3 separate regions of the Mus musculus genome follow, and all the other regions are linked to region 1. A link is a contact called in public HiChIP or PLAC-seq data. All regions are on one chromosome and are shown on one strand. The core of a region is the stretch at or near the end of the contact, and the rest is flanking DNA. Distances in the headings are between cores, read along the strand shown.

Evidence for each region. HiChIP or PLAC-seq counts read pairs in DNA pulled down with a chosen protein or histone mark.
Region 2: an H3K27ac HiChIP or PLAC-seq map of embryonic stem cells shows a contact between it and region 1, with 5 times the contacts expected there. The contact joins two enhancer-like sites. A contact is called at or near these places in 6 of 39 promoter capture datasets (the C10 cell line, the HPC-7 cell line, cranial neural crest and 3 more) and 3 of 115 datasets of contacts at active chromatin or transcription factors (embryonic stem cells and extraembryonic endoderm stem cells).
Region 3: an H3K27ac HiChIP or PLAC-seq map of bone marrow-derived dendritic cells shows a contact between it and region 1, with 4 times the contacts expected there. The contact joins the promoter of Myadm here to the enhancer-like site in region 1. A contact is called at or near these places in 4 of 39 promoter capture datasets (the HPC-7 cell line, HPC-7-derived erythroid cells, stem cell-derived epiblast-like cells and 1 more), 1 of 484 Hi-C or Micro-C datasets (the G1E-ER4 cell line) and 9 of 115 datasets of contacts at active chromatin or transcription factors (the NIH/3T3 cell line, bone marrow-derived dendritic cells, bone marrow-derived macrophages and 4 more).

The regions. Positions count from the first base shown.
Region 1 is chr7:3,568,363-3,572,684 of GRCm38.p6, forward strand. No RefSeq gene overlaps it. Among named protein-coding and RNA genes, the nearest start is that of Oscar, 46 kb to the right of the region's middle. Within about 2 kb of position 2,584, at least 18 of the 459 cell types and tissues checked have an H3K27ac peak or open chromatin away from gene starts, as enhancers often do. A contact at or near this core is called in the G1E-ER4 cell line, bone marrow-derived dendritic cells, embryonic stem cells and 1 more, where this site is marked.
Region 2 is chr7:3,199,222-3,203,543 of GRCm38.p6, forward strand. No RefSeq gene overlaps it. Among named protein-coding and RNA genes, the nearest start is that of Mir290a, 17 kb to the right of the region's middle. RefSeq lists a cis regulatory region at 390-4,322. Within about 2 kb of position 2,295, at least 46 of the 459 cell types and tissues checked have an H3K27ac peak or open chromatin away from gene starts, as enhancers often do. A contact at or near this core is called in embryonic stem cells, where this site is marked.
Region 3 is chr7:3,288,978-3,293,299 of GRCm38.p6, forward strand. It overlaps Myadm (myeloid-associated differentiation marker), which reads left to right and starts at 1,578. Exons shown (of 3, transcript NM_016969.2): 1 at 1,578-1,653; 2 at 4,226-4,314.

The DNA.
Region 1 (4,322 bases), core at 1,334-3,833:
AACTATTTGGGGGTTGTAGAAGGAAAGCAGCAGATCCCCCTAATCCAGACACTAGGTTGTTGCAAAAAGATACAATAAGCTCTGCAGTCTCAAAACCAGCCTAAGGACGCAGCTAACCTCATATGTGTGCATGCATATTGAGTCTGGACATTGATATGGTCAGAATCCTCCTCAATTGTTCTTCTATCTTATTCATCAAGGCAGGCTCTCACAATCACATCATAGCTCTTGGACATGGTTACTCTCACCAGCTGGCTTACCTGAAAGTACGCCCTGCCTCTGCCTTCTAAAGCTGGACTTACAGGTGGATTACCACGCTCACTCACCAATTTTATGGCTGCCCTATGAATTCTGTCTTCCCGCTTCACTACCACTAGCGATTAAAACCTCAGCTGAAAGCATGGAATCTATGTTCTTTTGAATTCTGGTCATTGAGTGACTGGGTCCTGTGCCCTGATCATGGCATGGTCAGAACTAGAGACTACAGCCCTCGGGCATTAAATAAAGTGTGCACTTTATTTAATTTATTATTTATTTAATTTATTATTTGAGGCCATGTAAATTCTCATCTTTTATTTCTTCCTACACACTTAATTATTTCTTATCCTAATACTTTCCAGGCATGAGGACTAGATTTTGGATCCCCTTAAGCTACTTAGTTTCTAGACTTACCTGTAACTCCAACTTCAGAAGAAGGATTCCCCCAAAGCTAACTGGCTAACAAAAGTAACCACACCCAGGAGGTATGGTTTGGTTGTGAGATCCCATCTTCGTGAACAATTAATCACTTTCAAGCTCTGCATGCATGCTCACATACCCCCCATGCAGACATGCATACACACACATGCACAACACACACATACAAAAATAAAAGCAATAACTAAAAGTATTCATTTCTATCGCAACTGCCTCCTGACCTCCCCAGCCCCTCTGAAGACGAACACTCTTTTCTCCCTCCCTTTCTCCCTTTGGGAGATTGACAAGTGTCGTTCTAAGGAAGCCCCTCCTCACCTGTGACCAATAATAGGATTTCAACACTGAACTTTTCATCAGGGTTCCCACTCCCATAGCATTCACAGCATCACTGCTCTAACTCCGTGAGATAGAACTCAAATGCATACTTCCATCCCATAACAAGATTGAAATCAGATGACCAGCCTGACAAACCAATTCGTGTCTTGAGATACAAATTAATACCTTCTTTTTAAAAAGCACACTTTGCACCTTGTATCTTAGCTATACATAGCAGAGTCACATTGCCTCTGGTGGGAACCACAGAGCTGGGCCAGATATTCAAGGTGAGTTTGTCAAAGGACCCTGGAAGAAAGTAGATCTTAGAGTTGTATATGACATATCGTCCTGCTCCCTGGGAACCATTTAAATGAAGGGATGTAAAAAAATAATAGACGCCTCATGGTGTATGATGCTGTAAGTCCTCTCTCTCTCTCTCTCTTTTTTCGTTTTTTTTTTTTTTTTGTAAGTCCACTCTCTTACCATCTATCTTGCAAGTCAGTCTATGCTTGCATTTCAGGCATGCAGTGCCCGTGGTGGCCAGAAGAGGGGCATCACACGGCTCCTAGACTCTGAAATTAAGATGTCTAGGCTGGGTGTTCTTTTCTAGACTCTCAAGGACAAGATCTTTCGTATTACTTAGAAGATTCTAAAGATTCTACAGAAGAATTCTTCCATCTGCTAACTTACAGCAGGGCTAGAGAGACGGCTCACCTAGCAAAGGCACCTGCTGCCAGTCTGATGATCTGACTTGGATCATATGTGGTGGAAGGAGAGAACCTATTCCTGAAAGTTGTCCTCTGACCTTCACAGGTGTGTTGTGGTGTGTGTGTGCATGCGCGCATGCTACATAAATCTGGCAATCACAGTTATATCCTTGGAACCCAGATACATACATACACACACACACACACACACACACACAGATTTATATATGAATATATTTATACAGCCTTGTGGTGATGGGTGATGGTTCACAGCTTTAGACTCAGCACTTAGGAGGCAGCAGTAGGCGGAACTCTGAGTTTGAGGTGCCTAAAGAGCAAGTTCCAGGACAGGCAGGGCTTCACCAAGAAACCGTATCTTGAAAATCCAATATAATTATACATACAGTATTTATAGAAAAATATATTATTATACATATATGACATATATACAACACGCATATATAATATACATTATTATGTAATGAAAAAGTGTAACATAAAAACAAACAAACAAAAAATTCTAGGCCTTTAGGCCCAGGCTTGAGAATGTGACCTTTGTGACTCAATGCTCCAAGGCATGCTAATCATAAAACAGAAAGCGACATTCCTCCACTCACCTGCTTCCTGGATTCAGGGAATGTTCCTTCAAAGAAAGTCACCCTGACCCACCCTGACCTTTCATGGAAACAGCTATGTAAATGTGCTATTGTTAGGGGCTCTTAGAAACTGTCTTGAGAAATAACCCGCACAATTACCAGGTATACCTTGTGACTCTTGTGACTTTGCACTTCCTCATTGACTCTTAACTGGTATTTTTGGTATTTTCCAACAACACCCTCCCCACCCCCTTGAGTTGTGGTTTCTTCCTTTAAATACTACCTTACCCAGCTACTCGGGCACCACGGTCCTCTACTGCTTCATGGTATATGACTGTGATCCCGAGAGTGCTCTTGAAATAAAAGTCCTCTTGCAATTTGCATCAAGACCATTTCTCATGAGTGATTTGGGGTCTCGCCTCTCCTGAGTCAGAACATGGGGGAGTCCTCACGTTGTGGGTCTTTCAGTACAATATATGGTTAATATTGTCAACTTGAAAGGACGCCTTTGATCATGCTTGTGAGGGATTACCAAGATTAGATTAGCCTCTAAGAATGCCCATGAGGGGGTGCTGGTGAGATGGCTCAGCGGTTAAGAGCACTGACTTCTCTTCCAAAGATCCTGAGTTCAAATCCCAGCAACCACATGGTAGCTCACAACCATCCGGAACAAAAATCTGATGCCCTCTTCTGGAGTGTCTGAAGACAGCTACAGTGTACACACATATAATAAATAAATCTTTAAAAAAAAAAAAAAAAAAAAGAATGCTCATGAGGGACTGCCTAGATTAGGCTAGTCGAGGTGGGAAAACCCACCTTAACTGTGGGCAGTATCATCCCATTGTCTGGGGTCCTGAGCACCAGCATTGACCATTTTGGCTATATATGTAATGTCTTCCTTGGCCATGAGGAAGACACATGTGTACACACAGACACACACACACACACGAGTCTCATTCATTTGGCAGAAAGCCATTGAGAAGCTCAGAACCTACTGATTTGGAGAAAAGAGGAAAATGTGTGTAAACCATCCAATAGTTGCTCATGTTTACAAAGTGAAACATAGTCAGTTATCCTTGTGGACTCACTGGCTACCTCACTGTCTTTACCAATTCCGTCCGCCTCTCCAACCCACCCACCCACCCCAAATGGCCCTACTCCTCCTAGGACTTACCAAGACAGAACAAGATCAAGAATTGGGAATTAATGATGCCCCTTGTTAACATACTTTCCCCAGAATGCATCTTCAACTTGCTGTTCCTGTTAAAGTTTAATTCTGGGACCTGCCAGTAAGGGCTGTCCTTCAGTTCTTAATCTTCAGAGCTAGCCCACAACTTCTGTTTCATGGTGATAATCAGGACCTGATCTCTCAGCAAAGTATCATACCACTTCCTACTGACTTGGTTTTCGTTGGTCTCCAACCACACAGAAATAATTCAGACCACCTACTTCTAAGCTTATTCATGCAATTCTACCAAGCTTCTGAGGAAATGCTAATCATATACTAATTGGTGTTGTCCCCTGCCCTTTTGTTGTTTGGTTTGTTTCAATATTAATTTTATTTATTATTTGATAGTTCCATACATGTAAACAATATATCTTGAGCATCTCCAGCCCCATCTCTAAACTCCCACTTCTCTTAGACACTTCCGTTTTTGTTGGTTTTTTTGTTTTTTTGTTTGTTTGTTTGTTTTTGGAGACAGGGTTTCTCTGTATAGCCCTGGCTGTCCTGGAACTCACTTTGTAGACCAGGCTGGCCTCGAACTCAGAAATCCGCCTGCCTCTGCCTCCCAAGTGCTGGGATTAAAGGCGTGTGCCACCACCACCCGGCTTAGACACTTCCAATATAGCCTTCTCCCCACTCCTTGTTCTCTCTGAACTTTTTCATAAAGCCTTGTGCTCACTAGTTTTATGTCAACTTGACACAAGCTAGTCATCTGAGAGGAAGGAACCTCAGTTGAGAAAAATGCCTCTCTAAGACTGGACTGTGGGCCAGCCTGTGGGACGT
Region 2 (4,322 bases), core at 1,045-3,544, 370 kb before region 1:
ACAAGGGTCAGCGGTCACTCAAAAAGTCATGGGATCCAACCAGGCTTCCTAAGCCGGGCTGCAGTGTTTCTCTTAGCTTTTTTTCTTTTTCTTTTTCTTTTCTTTTCTTTTTTTTTTTTTTTTTTTTTTTTTTTTTTTTTTTTTTTTTGAGACAGGGTTTCTCTGTAGCCCTGGCTGTCCTGGGCCCACTTTTGTAAACCAGGCTGGCCTCGAACTCAGAAATCCTCCTGTCTCTGCCTCCCAAGTGCTGGGATTAAAGGGTGCCACCACCACCCAGCACACAGTTATTTTTTGAAGATGCTGTTTATGTGTTGGGGTGCTTTGACTCAAGGCCTCAGACTACCCTCAGGTTTGGCAGGAAGGCATGTCTGGCCTTGAACTCCTGCCTGCGATTCTCACCATGTTATTATTTTGGTATATGGGTTAGCAGAGACACAGGTCAAGGGAAAGAGGGCACTGAGAAATTGCACCATCTGCCAAAAGGCCTTGGTCAATTTAACCTTACAGTGTCTGAGGAAAGTGAAGGGAAGTCTTTTTTATCAACATTTCTCAGCACTCTGCACCTATAAGAGGGTCCTATGTTGCTGGTCAGAAATGAAGACCAGTAAATCCCTCCGTGAACAAAAGGTTGTAAGGTTGGGGGCTAGAGAGATGGCTCAGTGGTTAAGAGCACTGACTGATCTTCCAGAGGTCCTGAGTTCAATTCTCAGCAACCACATGGTGGCTCCCAACCATCTGTAATGGGATCCCATGCCCTCTTCTGGTGTGTGTCTGAGGACAGCAACAGTGTATTCATAAGCATTAAATAAATAAATAAATCTTTAAAGAAAAAGGTAGTGAGGTTATTGTGAGCTTTATGAAGTTTTAAATCATAAAATCTGTACGTGTTTACACTTTTACTATCTGGATGTGTGCCATGTGTATGCCTGATTCTTTGGATCCCATGGACATATACAGTGAGGCTGTTTGTTCTGTCCTTAGCAATATAAATGTATATATGGGTTTTCATGGGTGTGTGATCAGTCTCTCTTCTACCATACTGTGAAAACCAACTTCATCACCAGGTACTAGACAGTGGTCCCAGCAACAAAGCAGCAGCCAAGGGAAAATGGCTTTCCCTCTCCCTGGAAAGGAGGGATGTGGGATGCCTGGGGCCTGGGAGTACAGATCTGTGCTAAAGAAGCCAAGCTGAGCTGCACACAATTGTCCCTAGGGTGTGGAAGAAAGTTAGCCATGTCAAAGCCTACCTGGCTATAGAGTTGATTGAGGGCAGCCTAAGCATGGTAAAATCCTGAATTTTAAAAATGAAGGTGTGCCGGGCATGGTGGTGCACACCTTTAATCCCAGCACTCAGGAGGCAGAAGCAGGGAGCTCACCGAAAATTCCAGGACAGCCAGGGCTACACAGAGAATCCCTGACATTTTAAAAAGGAGGAAGAGGAGGAAGAAGAGGAAGAGGAGGAGGAGGAAGACAGAGACAGGGAGACTTGGACTTGCTTGTGCCTAGTAACACATTTTTTAGTATAGAATAGAGTTTATTTAGGGCATGGGCAGGGGAGTTGAAGGTAGTAGAGACAGAAAGGCAGAGAGAGTGGGGGGGGCACGTGGAGAGAGGGGGAGGAGAATGGGGAGAGGAGGGAGAGAGAGACAGAGAGAAGAGCTATTTTGGTTTTTTTTTTTTTCAATCTCAGCACTTAGATGGCAAGCACATGTCTGGGGGTAGCTGTCAGCCAGGACTACATCGTGATACTGTGTCTTGGGGAGAAAGCTCTGTTATTAAAGCACTACTTACTTTAACAAGTAAAAAACGTAACATTTGGGAGCCCTCAAACGCACTGACATTCCAGGTGGCCTTGTCAGCCTGCCTGTAATTCGGGTTTTTAAGTCAAAGTTAAAGCAAGAGAGAAAAGATCCCACCCAAGGAACGCAGTGATAGAGGATCGGGAGCGCAGCTCAGGGTTTAAATCAAGCACAACGTGCTTTTTCAAAATGTGGTGGTGAATGGCTTATTCCTGCCACTCGAGACTTAAGGGCAGGGTGTTTCTGTGAGTTCCAGGCAGGCCAGGCCTACATAGTGAGACCAGGTCACACACACATGCAAAGCATTCCTTACTGAAAACAATGAGGGGATCTCCTGGGGCAGAGGCAGGTGTGAAATTCTGGCTGGGTGGAGTAGAAGGCCTCTTTATCGAGTCAGTTTAGACTGGACTGAACCGGGCCAAAGGAGCCGAGCACATCACACCTCCCCGCATTATTTCCTGGAACCTGGGCAATCTGAAGGCAGAGAAAGCTGCCTGGGGCCCACAGCCCGGCACTCCTTCCCGTATCAGCTCTGAAATCTGCAGAGCTGAGATCTGGCAGGAAGCAGGAGACTCAGTGGGAATTCTATCTGTCTAAAGTCTTTGTGTGAGTCCAGATCTCTAGATCCTTACGCAAAGAGTAAAGTTAGGAGGACTCCTGACTTCAGGGCTGGTGGGGGCAGGGCTGGCTGCCAGCCTGAGAGAACAAAACGAAGCAACTGTGCTGTAGTTTGAGTCTGGTCTGCAAGGTGACTCCTGGTATAATACCAGCCCTTGGAAAACAGAGTCCTGAGAGAGAAAAAAGTAGGAGAAAGTTTGAAGCCAGTTTGGACCACATAAAAAAATAGACTCTGTATCTAAAACATAACTGGGGCCAGGTGTGGTGATAGGCATCTTTAAGCCAGTATTTGAGAGTCGAAGGCAGGAGGATGTCTGTGAGTTCAAGGCCTCTCCTGCTCTATATAGCAATTTCAGGACAGCCTCTACTCGGAGAGGCTCTCTCTCAAAACCACAATAAGCCAGGTGGTGGTGGCACAGGCCTTTAATCCCAGCACCACTTGGAAGGCAGAGGCAGAGGCAGGCGGATTTATGAGTTTGAGGCCAGCCTGAGTGAGTTCCAGGACAGCCAGGGCTACACAGAGAAACCCTGTCTCAAAAAAAACAAAAAACCAAAAAAAAAAAAAAAAAACCAATAACTGGTTGGTGACTCCTGTCTCTTATTCTAGCACTTAACAGGCTGAGGCAGGAGAATTACTGTAAATCCCAAGGCACTCTGTGCTAGACAGTAAGACCTTGTCTGAAAGAAACTGTATATAGCAGGCATAGTGGCAAATGCCTGTTATCCGAGCATTCAGGTAGAAAAACAAGAGGATCAGGAATTTGAGGTCATACTTGACTAGACAACTAGTTTCAAGCCAGGCAGAATTATATGAGATTCAGTACCATGCAAGCAAAACAAAAACTTCCAGAGGTGGTGCCATGTGTATTTAAGGTCAGGAGATAGATCTCTTTGAATTCAAGGCCTCCCTGGTCTACACAGTGAAACCCTACCGAAAATAAACACACACACACATGCAAGTGGTTCTCTGTGTTTGAGGCCATGGTCTATGGAGCAAATTCCAGAACAGCCAGGCCTACACAGAGAAACCCTATTTTGAAAAACCAAAACTGGGGCTAGTGAGATGGCTCAGCAGGTAAGACTACTCTCCTGGGGGTCCTGAGTTCAAATCGAGCCAGCAGAAGTACTGAGTTCAATTCCCAGCAACCACATGGTGGCTCACAACCATCCCTGTAATAAGATCTGACACCCTCTTCTGGTCTGTCTAAAGATAGCTACAGTGTACTCACATATAATAATAAAATAATAAGGGCTGGTGAGATGGCTCAGTGGGTAAGAGCACCTGACTGCTCTTCCGAAGGTCCAGAGTTCAAATCCCAGCAACCACATGGTGGCTCACAACCATCTGTAACGAGATCTGACTCCCTCTTCTGGAGTGTCTGAAGACAGCTACAGTGTACTTACATATAATAATAAATAAATCTTTAAAAAATATATAATAATAATAATAAAATAATAAATGAATCTTTGGGCTAGAAGGAGCGGGGTCCCCAAGCGAGCAGAAGTACTGAGTTCAATTCCCAGCAACAAAGTGATGGCTCACAACCATCTGTATAGCTACAGTGTGCTCAAATACATAAAATAAATAAATCTTTGGGTGGGGGCAGGGTTTCTCTGTATAGCCCTGGCTGTTCTGGAACTCACTCTGTAGACCAGGCTGGCCTCGAACTCAGATATCCATCTGCCTCTGCCTCCTGAGTGCTGGGATTAAAGGCCTGTGCCACCTCGCCCGGCTAAGAATAAATTGCTTAGGAAATATTACCTTACACAGAAGTAGAATTTAGCTGAAGGGCCTCACATCAATATGACTACAAGATAACTAGCATCCTGAACTAGCGGGACTTTTTATTTAAGATTGATTTATTTTTACTTGCATTGGTGCTTTGTCTACAAGTTTATCTGTGT
Region 3 (4,322 bases), core at 328-2,827, 280 kb before region 1:
AAGTGAGCACACAGCTCTTCGCCTACCCATCCCTACCTTGTTCCCCACCCCCACTTCTGCAAAGCACGAAGCAAGAAGCAAGCGTCCAGGTCCCCTCTCCAGCTCCTCCCTCCTCTGTAGGACACGAAGCTGGCTGTAGTGAGCTCTTGGACCCCTTCGAACCCCCACCTCCCACCCCCTTCGCGAAGCTCCTAGCTTCCTCTCTAGGGCTAGGACTATAAACCTCTCCAGTCTTCCTGGAAGGTAACCAGAAGCAGCCGCCGGGAAGAGACAAGCAGCCGCAGCCGCCACTAGGCCCCGCCCAGCAGCAGCAGAGCAAGGCCGCGCCCGGGACCGCTGCAGAGCGGGGTGAGTGAGTGCAGCCAGGAGGGAGGGAACCAGGTGTCCTGGGTCTCCGCCCTGCCCAGGGGGCCAGCATTGGGACCTTTAGGAGAGACCTAAAGGTCCCTCCAGCATCGCGACCTTCAGCTTCTTTTCCCATCTGGCTCAGTCGAGTTCTTTCAGGCCCTTAAATCCGACTTTTTTTTTTTTTTTTTTTCCCAATCCTGCATCTCTTTCCTGCTTTTGCCCCTCTCCTCCCGGTACTATAGGGCCCGAGGAATCCTTCCCATATGATAGAACCTAGAATCCAGAGCTCCGGGCCCTAGCCCTGTCCTCATAAAGATTCTGAGTCTCTCCCTTTGTCCTGAAGGCAGGAATTCAGGCCAAAAATAGCGTGCCCTTCTAGACTCAGGCAACCAACCAACCAACCACATATGTTTTGAAAACTGAACGCTCAGAAATCTGGTACCCTCCCTCCAAATTTCCAGGAATTTAGCTACTATCCATCATCCTTTCGCGTCTCCTGGCTGTGATCTTCTGAGACTTGGCCCAAGGGTCCTCAGGCCATGATTACAGTGTAATTGGAGATATGGCCCACTCTCTATGCAGACCCCTAAACGAAGGAATCTAGTCTTTGTTTTTTGGGGGTGGGCCCTCACTAGTCAAGGTAGCTTAAGCTCAAGGCCTGGCACCCTAAATTCTGCTTCAGGTAGACAAGACTCCGTTAAACAGAGGTCTAGCTGACCCTCAAACTGCTGGGACCTGGATGTGTAAGATTTCCTTTTTCTGGGTATCGTGGGGGAACTGATAGACAGAGGCGTGGGGCGGAGAGCGGGAGAACTGAATGAGAGGTGAGACTAGGCGTGGGGACCCGGCTTAGTGGGGGGGGGGCGACGACTCTATCTGAAACAAATCATAAACAAGTACGTTTCTATGGCAACAGCATTCTCCGGTCTACCCTGAAGATTTCTTTCTAGAGCTATGACAGGGAGGATAGCCCCCAGGAGACCCCACCCCTCCAGCTGCTGTGTCTTCCTGTTTTGTCTCCACGGCTACGGTGACCTCAGCTCTGCACCCCCTCACTGGTAGGGCGGGAGATCCAGGACGCTAGCCTTCTGGGGGCGTGGTGTGGCATTAGCCCCGCCTTCGGGGCCTACCAGGGATAGCCTGAATGAAGGGAAAGTCCCTTTTCACCGCCCTAGCCAGGCCCAAACCCCGCCCACAACCCCTCCCTCGCGCGCTCCTCAGCTGGCCAACTCCACCCAGTCCTAAGACCCTTTTGGTCTGCAGCTGTCGTCCTTGTTTGTGCTACAGTCGCCACTGCCTGGAGAGGTAAAGCTGCAGGGACCCCCAAAGGGAAGGAGTTGTGGTCCAGGATCCTTGGTTCTAGAAAGAGGAGTGGGCACGGATTCAGGTGTCTGGATCCCTAGAAACACTGCAGTTGGACCAGGACTCAAGCTCTGGATGAAAGGCTGAACATCTGAGCTCATACAGGTCATACATGGGAAAGAAGAGGGACTGGGGAGTGGGCACGTGGGTATGAGGAAGGACGGTGGTACTTGGACCCTTGAGGCTGAGAGCGGTAGGATGGGATCTAGACTCCTAGGTCTGACCAAAAAGGTTTGGGATCTGTATTTAAGATGGGTCTCAGGGAGGAGGGCAGGATTCAGACCTTAATCTGGAGGAAGTTGGGGGTCTGAATTTGTTCTGAGGGAGAAGGTACTGGAGTTTGAATTGGGACGGAAGAAGGGAGGGGCTGGGATCTCGACTCTTGGTTTGAAGACTCGGAAAGATTGAGTATAGATCCCTGAATCCGAGAAGATGGAACTCCTGGATGCTTATACCTGGTGCTTATACCTGGAGGGACTCAGGAGGGGAAAGTCCTTGTTCTGACCCTCCCAGAGGCCTGCACCCGCACTAGAGTATGGGGGGGGGGCTGGGGGGAGGGAGGTAGGAATCTTTGAAGGCTTACGGCTGAGCCCACCACTGGTGTGAGGCGTGGCCTGGAGTCTGTTCAGGGCTGTGCCCAGCATGTGCCCTGTCTGTGGAGTGATGGATGACCTCAGGAGTGTGGCATTGGGGATGGTAGCAGGGGTGCTGGGTGTGGCCCTGAGAGTGGAACTAGACCTAGGAGGAAACTCTAGGGGCGTTTCCTCACCCTGCTTATGTCTTTAGCTGAGCATTCCTGAGCAATGACTTCAAACGATGCTGGAGGCCTCTATCACTAGTTCCGTTACCTCTCCTAAGGTCTTCCTTTCTTTCTATTCCTCCTTTCCTAACTTTTCTCCCTGACAGAAGGATTTATGCTGGACACTAACCCGCCATTTTTGTTTTTGTTTAAAAAATTTTAAAGACAGGCTTTATGTATATAGCCTTTGTAGTCCTGGAACTCGCTATGTAGACCTGGCTGGCCCTGAACTTGTAGAGATCCGTCTGCCTCTTCCTCCTAAATGCTGAGATTACAGGCGATCTGTTGCCCACTTATTATAGTGCGGGGTGCCTGGCTTCCCAAAAAAACCAATCCTGGTGGGAGCTGGGGGTTTCTGCCTTTCTGTCTCAACTCCCAAGTGCCCTGGAGGCTTCTAGTTCCCAGGGAGAATTGCAACTCCTGCATGAGTTCTTGCCTGGAGCCAAGGAAGAGCTGTGTCCTGGAGCTCCATCAGATTGAAGGAGTTTTAAGGAGTCTCATTCCCTTAGCCCCAGTCCCACCCATTAGGGGTTGAACCTAGTACCTCACACATGCTAGTCAAATACTCTACTTAAAACCTCACCACTACTGACTTCCTTTCCCCCCATCCCCACCCCCACCCCTTGGTGGTCTTGAACTCTCTCTGTGACCCCAAGAAGGCCTCGAATTTCCAATCCTGCCTCTACCGGTGCTTTGGGAACACTGTTCTGCACTCCCAGGCCAGACTTTCCTCATTCTGAAAGGACTCAGAGTTCAAAAAAAGATTTTTCCCTTAATCCCAGCACTCAGGGGACAGAGGCACGCAGATCTCCGTGAACTCAAGGCCAGCCTGGTCTACATAGCAAGTTCCAGGCCAGTAAGGCTTACATAGCAAATGCTTATCTCAAAATAGAAAAATAGAATATATATATATATATCAGTGGGTGAGGGACGCAGGGACACATCTACTGCAGAACACGGAAAGAGTTCAGAGGACAACTTTTGGGAGTCGTTCTGCCTGGCTCCAAACTCACACTTTTCAAGTAACCATAAAAATCTCTCTCGCGCCGGGTGTGGTGGCACCCACCTTTAATCCCAGCACTCGGGAGGCAGAGGCAGGCGGATTTCTGAGTTCGAGGCCAGCCTGGTCTACAGAGTGAGTTCCAGGACAGCCAGGGCTATACAGAGAAACCCTGTCTCGAAAAACCAAAAAAAAAAAAACTCATTCTTTCTCTTTCTCTCTGTCTCTCTGTCTCTCTCTCTCTCCCCCCTCCCTCTCCCCTCCCCCCTCCCACTTTCGCTCTCTCGGCGGGGGTCTTGGCACTACCTCCTGGTCCCTGCCACATTGCCCTGGCTGAGGCAACTTAAAGCCCTTATAAGGAGCAGAGACTCTGGGGCCAGGCTGGGCCTCCCGCCTCTACAGCCACCGCCCAGGGATCTCCCTCTGCAGGCTGCAAATCAGGGCTAGGTTAACATCACTCACGCCCCTCGCGAGCCTGAGGGCGGGCCCTTTGTCCACATTTGCTTCCACCCCACCCACGCAGCAAGTTCTGGGAGAGGAAGGAGAGGGGCGGCGCTTCCTCAGGGCAATCTCTGGGGCCTCGCCTGGGGGATCTCTGCCAAGTATGCGTCCCCACTGGGAGACACGTCCCAGCTGTGGAGTCTAGGGCTCCGGGGTCAGAGTGCTGCAAGGAGGACTGTCTGAATTCCACTCTGACTGTCGCTCTCTTCCTCCAGGGCTTCTGATCAGCCTTTTCCAGGTGTGCAACCCTAGCCGCCTTCGCAGCCGGAACTTTCTCCTTCCGGGTCCTCTGTTAAGGGAGCAGGTGAGTGT